Linked DNA regions of Mus musculus: region 2 is linked to region 1. A link is a contact called in public HiChIP or PLAC-seq data. All regions are on one chromosome and are shown on one strand. The core of a region is the stretch at or near the end of the contact, and the rest is flanking DNA. Distances in the headings are between cores, read along the strand shown. Region 1 overlaps Sfmbt1 (Scm-like with four mbt domains 1). Region 2 holds the start of Stimate (STIM activating enhancer).

Region 1 (3,633 bases), core at 669-3,168:
TTACTGTTATTGGCTTCCTTAAATAAAACTTATTTTTTGAAAAATATGGTCATATCAACTGTAGGAGATTTACTATTTCTCTAGTGTACAAAATAGGATAAATAAGTGACCTGAAAATGTATGCCATCTTTTAATATAGTTAAAGGAAATTTCAAAATCATAATTTAATAATCTTGGTAACTGCATAGAAGTAGGTACTAATTAGTAATTGCTGTGGAAATGATTGTAGTCATACTTAATAATTGTAAATCTGGGACTTATAAACTGATCACAACTAGATTTCCAATATTATTATTGTATAGTTAATATAGTATTTATGCCTGAGATTTTTGAATATATATTAAGGCTTAGAAAAATTGACATTAAATGGCCTTTATTAGAATTTTATTTCAAAATTGAGGCATAAAAAGGTAATATAGGGGCTGGAAAGATGGCTTAGCAGTTAAGAGCACTGACTTCTCTCCCAGAGGACTCAGATTTGCTTCCCAGCACCCATGTGGCAGGTTATAAATGTTTGCAAGTCCAGTTGCAGGATATAAAGTGCTTCCTTCTGCCCTCTGAGGGCCCTGAACCAAAAGTAGTGCTCACTCTGTAGACATATGTGCAAGCAAAACACCTGTACACATAAAGTAAAAATAACCTGTTTTTAAAGTTAGTGTAAATGAATGATAGCATGGGGAAATACCTTCAGGACTGGTCAGTACATGTAGAGAGAGAGAAATGTAAGGTGGGATTGAAGCTCACAGGAAAGCTGCAAGGTGAAAAGCCCAGAGCGCCCTCCTCCCCAAGATCAACCCTGTTCTAGATTAAAAGGGGGGGGGGGCGCTTTATTATACTCGGGTGAAGCTTAGCATATGAAAATAACATAAACCAAAAATTAACACATATACATAGGTATAATTACATTTCTGTTACCTGGCAACGTTTCCTCGAAAGCCTAAGGAACCAAGATTTAATAGTGATGAAAGCAGACAGGCATGTGCCCCTAGTTTCTGGGTAATGGGTGCTCTCTTGCCAGAGCCACTCATCTCTAACAGTTCCAGTCTTTGCCACAGTTCCATCCTTTCAGTTGTTTAGACCCAAGCTTACCTCATGAATCTGTGCTCCTCTCACCAGGACTCTTCCAGTACCTTTAAAATTGATCTTTGTTTCTGCTTTTGCTTATAGTCTGATTCAGTGCTGTTCAACATAGCCACAGAGTGACCCTTTAAAAAGTCAGGTTATGTCCATCTTCTGCTCATAGTTCACCAGTGTCTTCCCAAAGCCAAAATCTTCACAGCAGCCTACACGTGTTCTTTTCGGGATACAGCATTGACTTTTTTCTTTTTTCTTTTTGAGGCAGGGTCTCACAAACGTAGCGTTGGTTGTCCTTGCATCTCACTACGTAGACCAGGCTAACATTGAACTCACAGAGATCCTTCTGCCTCTGCCTCCCAAATGCCTCCCAAGTGCGTGTGCCACTAGGACCAGCATTATACATGTGTTCTTATGTAATGTGATTCCCTGAAAACTTCTTGAGTTCATTTCCTAGTGACTTTATCATTCTTTTCCAAATACAGTGGCCTCTAACATTACACAGCCTCCTGAGTCAGGGTCTTGTACTTCCTGTTTCTGCAGCTGTCTATATGGTTTGTTTCCTTACTTCCCCTCAGTTGTTGGCTCATGTCTTCTACATTAAGACCTTGATCACTCAACTGAAAGTAGTACTTCCTGCCTCTTATAGCTTTTCCAGTAACATTTTTTCATCAAATGTATTATAGGGGTTATCTACCATTTACTTATTCTGCATTGTAGAATAATGAGGTAGGTTTTTTCTTATTTTTTATCCCAGAATATTCCTTTACCTAGAGTATGATATGTCAGTTAATCTGTACTAAGCAAATAATTAATGAGTAAATAAGAAAGAATTCTGGGGGGATGGAGAGATGGCTCAGAGATTACTGACTGCTCTTCCAAAGGTCCTGAGTTCGGTTCCGAGCAACCACATGGTGACTCAAAACCATTTATGATGGGATCTGATGCCCTTTTCTGGTGGGTCCAAAGACACCTACAATGTACTCATATAAAATCAATCAATCAATCAATCAATCAATCAATCAATATAATCTTCTTTGAAAAAGCTTTTGCCCTTTGTTTAACTAAACAATTTTACCGTGTATGTGCCTTTAATCCCAGCACTTGGGAGGCAGAGGCAGGCGGATTTCTGAGTTCGAGGCCAGCCTGGTCTACAAAGTGAGTTCCAGGACAGCCAGGGCGTTACAGAGAAACCTGTCTCAAAAAATGAAAACAAAACAAAACAAAAAAAACCAACCAAACAAAAGAATTCTGTAGCAGCTTATACTATCGTTGCTATTACTGTATAGAGCTTCCCTCCCTCCCTCCCCCAAGACAAAGCTGCTCTGTAGCCCTGGCTGTCCTGGAACTCACTCTGGAGATCAGGCTGGTCTCAAACTCACAGAGATCCACGTGACTCTGCCTCCTGAGTGCTGGGATTAAACATGTGCCGCCACCACCGCCTGTCAAGCTTTCTTAAATAAGTGATGTTAGTGGTTCATACAAATTCAGAGAAAGATAGTATTGACTTTAAATACTATTTACTAATGCTGGGACCACACAGGTTCAGGTATTGAACATATGGTCCCCAGTTGATAGCACTACTCAGGGAGTTATACAGCCTTGTTTGAGAGGTAGTGTCTCTGGGGATGGGTGGGCTTTGAGAGTCTATAGCCTCGCCTCACTTCCATTTCCAGTTTATGTTTGTTCTCTGTCTCTGTGTCCACCATGTTGTGAGCTCCCCCATCCTCCCCAGACTGCTGCTTGTAGTACAAAATGATCATTCAAGTTCTACTCCTGCCACCATGCTGCTATGACTCCCCTCCATAATGGCCTCTTATCTCCCTGGGACCGTAAGCCCAGATAAACTCAGCCTTCTATAAGTTAGCTTCATTATAGTATTTTATCACAGCAACAAAAAGTAAGAATACAGACGTTTCAGTACTAGTTTTCTTCTTTGTTACTCTGATAAAACCTTGACCAAAATCATTATGGGGGAAAGGAATTAGTTTGACTTGCACATCACAGTACATCATTGAGAGAAGTCAGGGCAAGAATTCAAGTAGGAACCTGGAGGCAGGAGCTGACGTAGAGACCATGGCAGAATGCTTATTACTAACTTGCCCCTTGTGCTTGCTCAGCTTGTTTTCTTAAACAACCAGGCCCACCTGCACAGGGTTAGTACTGCCCACAGTAGGCTGAGCCCTCCAACGTTAATCATCAATCAAGAAAATGCCCCACCATGCCTACAGGCCAATCTTATGGAATCAGTTCCTCAATTGAGGTTTCTTTTCTTGGGTGATTTTAGTTTGTGTCAAGTTGACAAAATTCAACTAACAGACTCCTTTAGTATAAGTACTATTTTTAAAACGCTTTAGAGCTTTTGTCATGAGATTCAGTTAAACAGAGGCTGAGGAGATGGCGTGGTCTATAAAGGAATTGATTTACAAGGACCTGAGGTCAGATCCCTAATGCCCCATGCTTTAAAAAAAAAAAAAAAAAAAAAAAAAAAAAGCCAAGTGCAATGGTCCAAATCTGTAATCACCACACTGGAGGAGCAGGCACAGGGGTGTCAGTCTA
Region 2 (3,596 bases), core at 897-3,396, 64 kb after region 1:
GAGTGTACAGAGTGATATCATACCTGAGTGTGCAGAGCAGTGTCACACCTGAGTGTGCAGAGCGGTGTCACACCTGAATGTACAGAGTGATATCATACCTGAGTGTGCAGAGCAGTGTCACACCTGAGTGTACAGAGCGGTGTCAACACCTGAGTGTACAGAGTGATGTCACACCTGAGTGTGCAGAGCAGTGTCACACCTGAGTGTGCAGAGCGGTATTTCTCCCAGACTTCTTTTGTCAGCTGTGTGTGCAGTTTTTTCATGAACTCTGTGTCTTCAACTAGTAATCTCCCTGTGCCCAGCCACGGCCTCTCTTGCTTTAACACACAGATCCTCTGGCTCTCCCTGAACATGAGCTGTAACTGCTGAGTGCTTAGTGTGTAAGGTCCTTCTCGGACTTAAAGGGAATGATGGGACTTTACATTTCCCTTATACGTTCATTTAGTTTCACAATCTTTTTCAATAAAAAAAACTTTAAATAAATTTACATTTCAATAAATTAAATATACATAAGTTAAAATTCAGGTAAATTTACATTTGCTGTGTGCCAAATCTGTGCCAAGAGTGAATCAACACTAGCTCTGCCTTTAGAAAGCTCATACCAGGGGAGAGACCTAGCTGTCTGAACCAACATACATACAGCTGAAAGTGCTGGTGGAGCAGAGCACACAGAAGGTGAAGGTGCAGTGGAGATGGGCAGACAGGTGGCTTGCCGCCTAGGCAGCAGCTCATGGCACAGGGCTAGAGAGTAGTATCCATACCGGTGTGCGAGGAGACGGTAAGAGAAAGGCTGCAGAATTGCATTTCCTATGGATTGCAGAGTCTATATCCCTGTTAAATAAAACAAACAAACTTTGGAAAGCATTTAGTCCTCTTTGATAATTAGAACTTCTTGAGGAAATGTCTTTAAAGTTAGTATTTATTGTTCCAAAAAGATACCTTGATGTAGGTTAGACCTGTACCATGCACATGCCCATTGACATGCAGCAGACAAGTCAGAGCTCTAGGGCACCAGCAAGAGGTGTCTAGAGAGACAGCAGAGATGTCTAGGGGTCTGGGTAGTAAGACAAACTTAAATTGGAGTCTGTGCACACCGGTGGTTTGGAGGTAAAAAAAAAAAAAAAAAGAAAGAAAAGAAACCAGACTGGGTGTGGTGGCATATGCCTTTAGAGAAAGTCGGGCAGATTCTGGGCTACATAATGAGTTCCAGATGCTGTCTCAAAACAAAATCCGTTCTATTTGTAGTTGTATCTCAGAAGTGAACAGAGCAAGGACTTGTGCATGTTGACTTTGCACTTAAACTCACCCTTTTTATAAAGCGAAAAGTGGCTGGATTGAAGTAACCATTTAAAGTGGGGGTGGGGGACAAGTGTAGTGGCACTTAACTGCAGTCCTAGCTACCTCGGAGGCTGAGGTGGAAAGATCATTTTTTTTGTCCAAAGGTTCAGATTAGCCTGGACAATTCAACAAGACCAATCTCAAGCAAAGTAGCAAAACCAGACAGACTGGTGTCACAGACCTACCTATAATTCACTTAGAGTGCGTGAGTGTGAAGATCAGGAGTTCAAGGCCATCATTGTTTCTAGGTCCTTGTTTTAAGTTTGAGGACAGGCAGGGTTAAGAAAGTGCCTGTTTCAAAACAAAACCCCCACAAATTATGTTTGGGAACAGGGATTCACCCTGGAGCTTTGAATAGTGAGTTGAATCCTCTGGCTTTTGACCATGAAAGTAGAACACTCAATCCCTGGCGTGGGAAGAAGACCTCAGACGGCTGAGACTATTGTACTCAATACCGTGCCTTAGCATAATGTTGCCTCAGGTTCTGGACTCCACTTCCGAAGTAGTGAACCGAATCTGAGGGCAGAATGTAGGAGTATTCTTAGGAAATTGTCCAGGGCATTTATAGATTTGCCTTGGAGGGGAAAGGGATTTAGCAACAGACTCCATCACTGTCCCTGACACTGCTCTCATGACCTAGAACACAGGGCTCTGGGGATTCCTTTTACACAGTCTGGCTCACCTGCTCTACCTACCTGCAGAGATTCTCCTCCAGCCCCGCCCCTAGCCCTGGCTAGAGCCCCGCCCCGGAGGGAATCGAAGCCCGCCTCACGCCTGGCTCAACCAATCAAGCTCTACGATCTCGGACGTCGGGTTACGCGCGGCGCGGAGGCGGCCGCGGGCTGAGATACCGGCACCCAGCTCCAGGTCCGGGGTCGCGGCTGGGCAGCGCGACCCGGGCTGCAGCGAGGCCGGCGGCCCCTCGCGCCCTCCCGTCAGGCCGCCATGCAAGGCCCGGGAGGGAACGTGAGCCGCGGATTGCCGAGCGGGCCGGCCTCCACGGTCGCGTCCGGGGCGGGCCGCTGTGAGAGCGGCGCGCTCATGCACAGTTTCGGCATCTTCCTGCAGGGGCTGCTCGGCGTCGTGGCCTTCAGCACATTGATGCGTGAGTCCGGGACCCCAGCCCCTCCCCGTCCCCACGTCGACCGCCGCAGTCCCAGCCCCACCCCGGGGACCCTCCTGCCCTTAGAGTTCCGGCCTGGGCACCGGGCCCTTGGGCTGCGGTGCCTCCCTCTCCCGCGAGACGGTGCTGGTTATTCGAGACTAGAAGGGAGTCCGGGACCCTGGGCTGAGAGCTTTTGGCCAGGAGTGACCCTGCCCCTCACCACCTCCACCTTAGACCTGTCTCTTGTCTGATGTCAGCCTAAATCTGGTCCCCTCCCACTTTGCCGTCGCAAATTAAGGTTACCTCACTTTTCGGTATGGACCGAGATTACCCCCCCCCCCCCATAGCTTCTTCTCAGGGGCTCCTCGTAGCCTTCCTCCCCTTGGCTCTTAGACCCCCACACCCTTAAGTGTCTGCTAGCCTAATGCTGGGCTCCTCTCTGAACCTTCACTCCCAGTGTTTGCCCTCTCTGTTGGGTGTGGGGAGACTCACCCACACCCACCTGTAGTGTTAGGGCAGTGCAGTCGGTGCTCCCACATTGCTGCGCGACCCCCAGCCCTACTCCCTCTATTGTTCAGGGAAGATCCTCTCTGACTGCCGCGGTACCCACATCCCAGCCTCCCTTTTCACCTGTTCAGCTCTGTCCTGAGCTTTCCCAATTAAGTTGTATCTGAAGTTTCCGCTTGCTGTTCTTCCAAACCACGTTTGTTATTTACATTTTTAAATTTCCTCTTTTTTCGTGAAACTCTGACAACCCTCCTGGTTGACTTGATGGAGGAGGCTAGAGGCTCCGGGAAAGTCTCAGAGGCACTTCTTGGGGAGTTTTATAGTAAAGAAGGAAGTCACAGATGGCCCTTGTTGCCCAATGGGGGTTGGAGGAAGGGTCATATTTGCCCTTGGGTTGGGAGGTTGTGCTGTTTCTCTGATGGGCACATACACACACACAGACACTAAAGGATGGAGTTCTCTTGGCACGTAGACCTGAGAGTGTCCCTGTGATGTGTTAGAGAGGAGTTATAACTAAGCTATTATATAGAGGCATTAATTCCAAAACTGACATGTTTTCACAACTGTGCTCTGTGGGCAGAATGGGGAGTTCCAGCAGGATGTAGTCTTCACTGGGGGTGGGGGTGTCCTGCTGCAGCTCTGAATG

The links. HiChIP or PLAC-seq counts read pairs in DNA pulled down with a chosen protein or histone mark.
Region 2: an H3K4me3 HiChIP or PLAC-seq map of the 230-238 cell line shows a contact between it and region 1, with 36 read pairs. The contact joins the promoter of Stimate here to the enhancer-like site in region 1. A contact is called at or near these places in 5 of 39 promoter capture datasets (the 3T3-L1 cell line, the C10 cell line, embryonic stem cells and 2 more), 2 of 484 Hi-C or Micro-C datasets (germline stem cells and nephron progenitors), 6 of 115 datasets of contacts at active chromatin or transcription factors (the 230-238 cell line, the HPC-7 cell line, the SCID.adh cell line and 1 more) and 2 of 9 other capture datasets (adipose tissue and macrophages).

What each region holds. Positions count from the first base shown.
Region 1 is chr14:30,759,818-30,763,450 of GRCm38.p6, forward strand. The region is part of intron 1 of Sfmbt1 (Scm-like with four mbt domains 1); the gene reads left to right. Among named protein-coding and RNA genes, the nearest start is that of 1700087M22Rik, 16 kb to the right of the region's middle. Within about 2 kb of position 1,919, at least 31 of the 459 cell types and tissues checked have an H3K27ac peak or open chromatin away from gene starts, as enhancers often do. A contact at or near this core is called in the 230-238 cell line and the HPC-7 cell line, where this site is marked.
Region 2 is chr14:30,823,448-30,827,043 of GRCm38.p6, forward strand. Stimate (STIM activating enhancer) reads left to right here and starts at 2,147. Exons shown (of 8, transcript NM_028839.4): 1 at 2,147-2,443. The coding sequence starts at 2,284.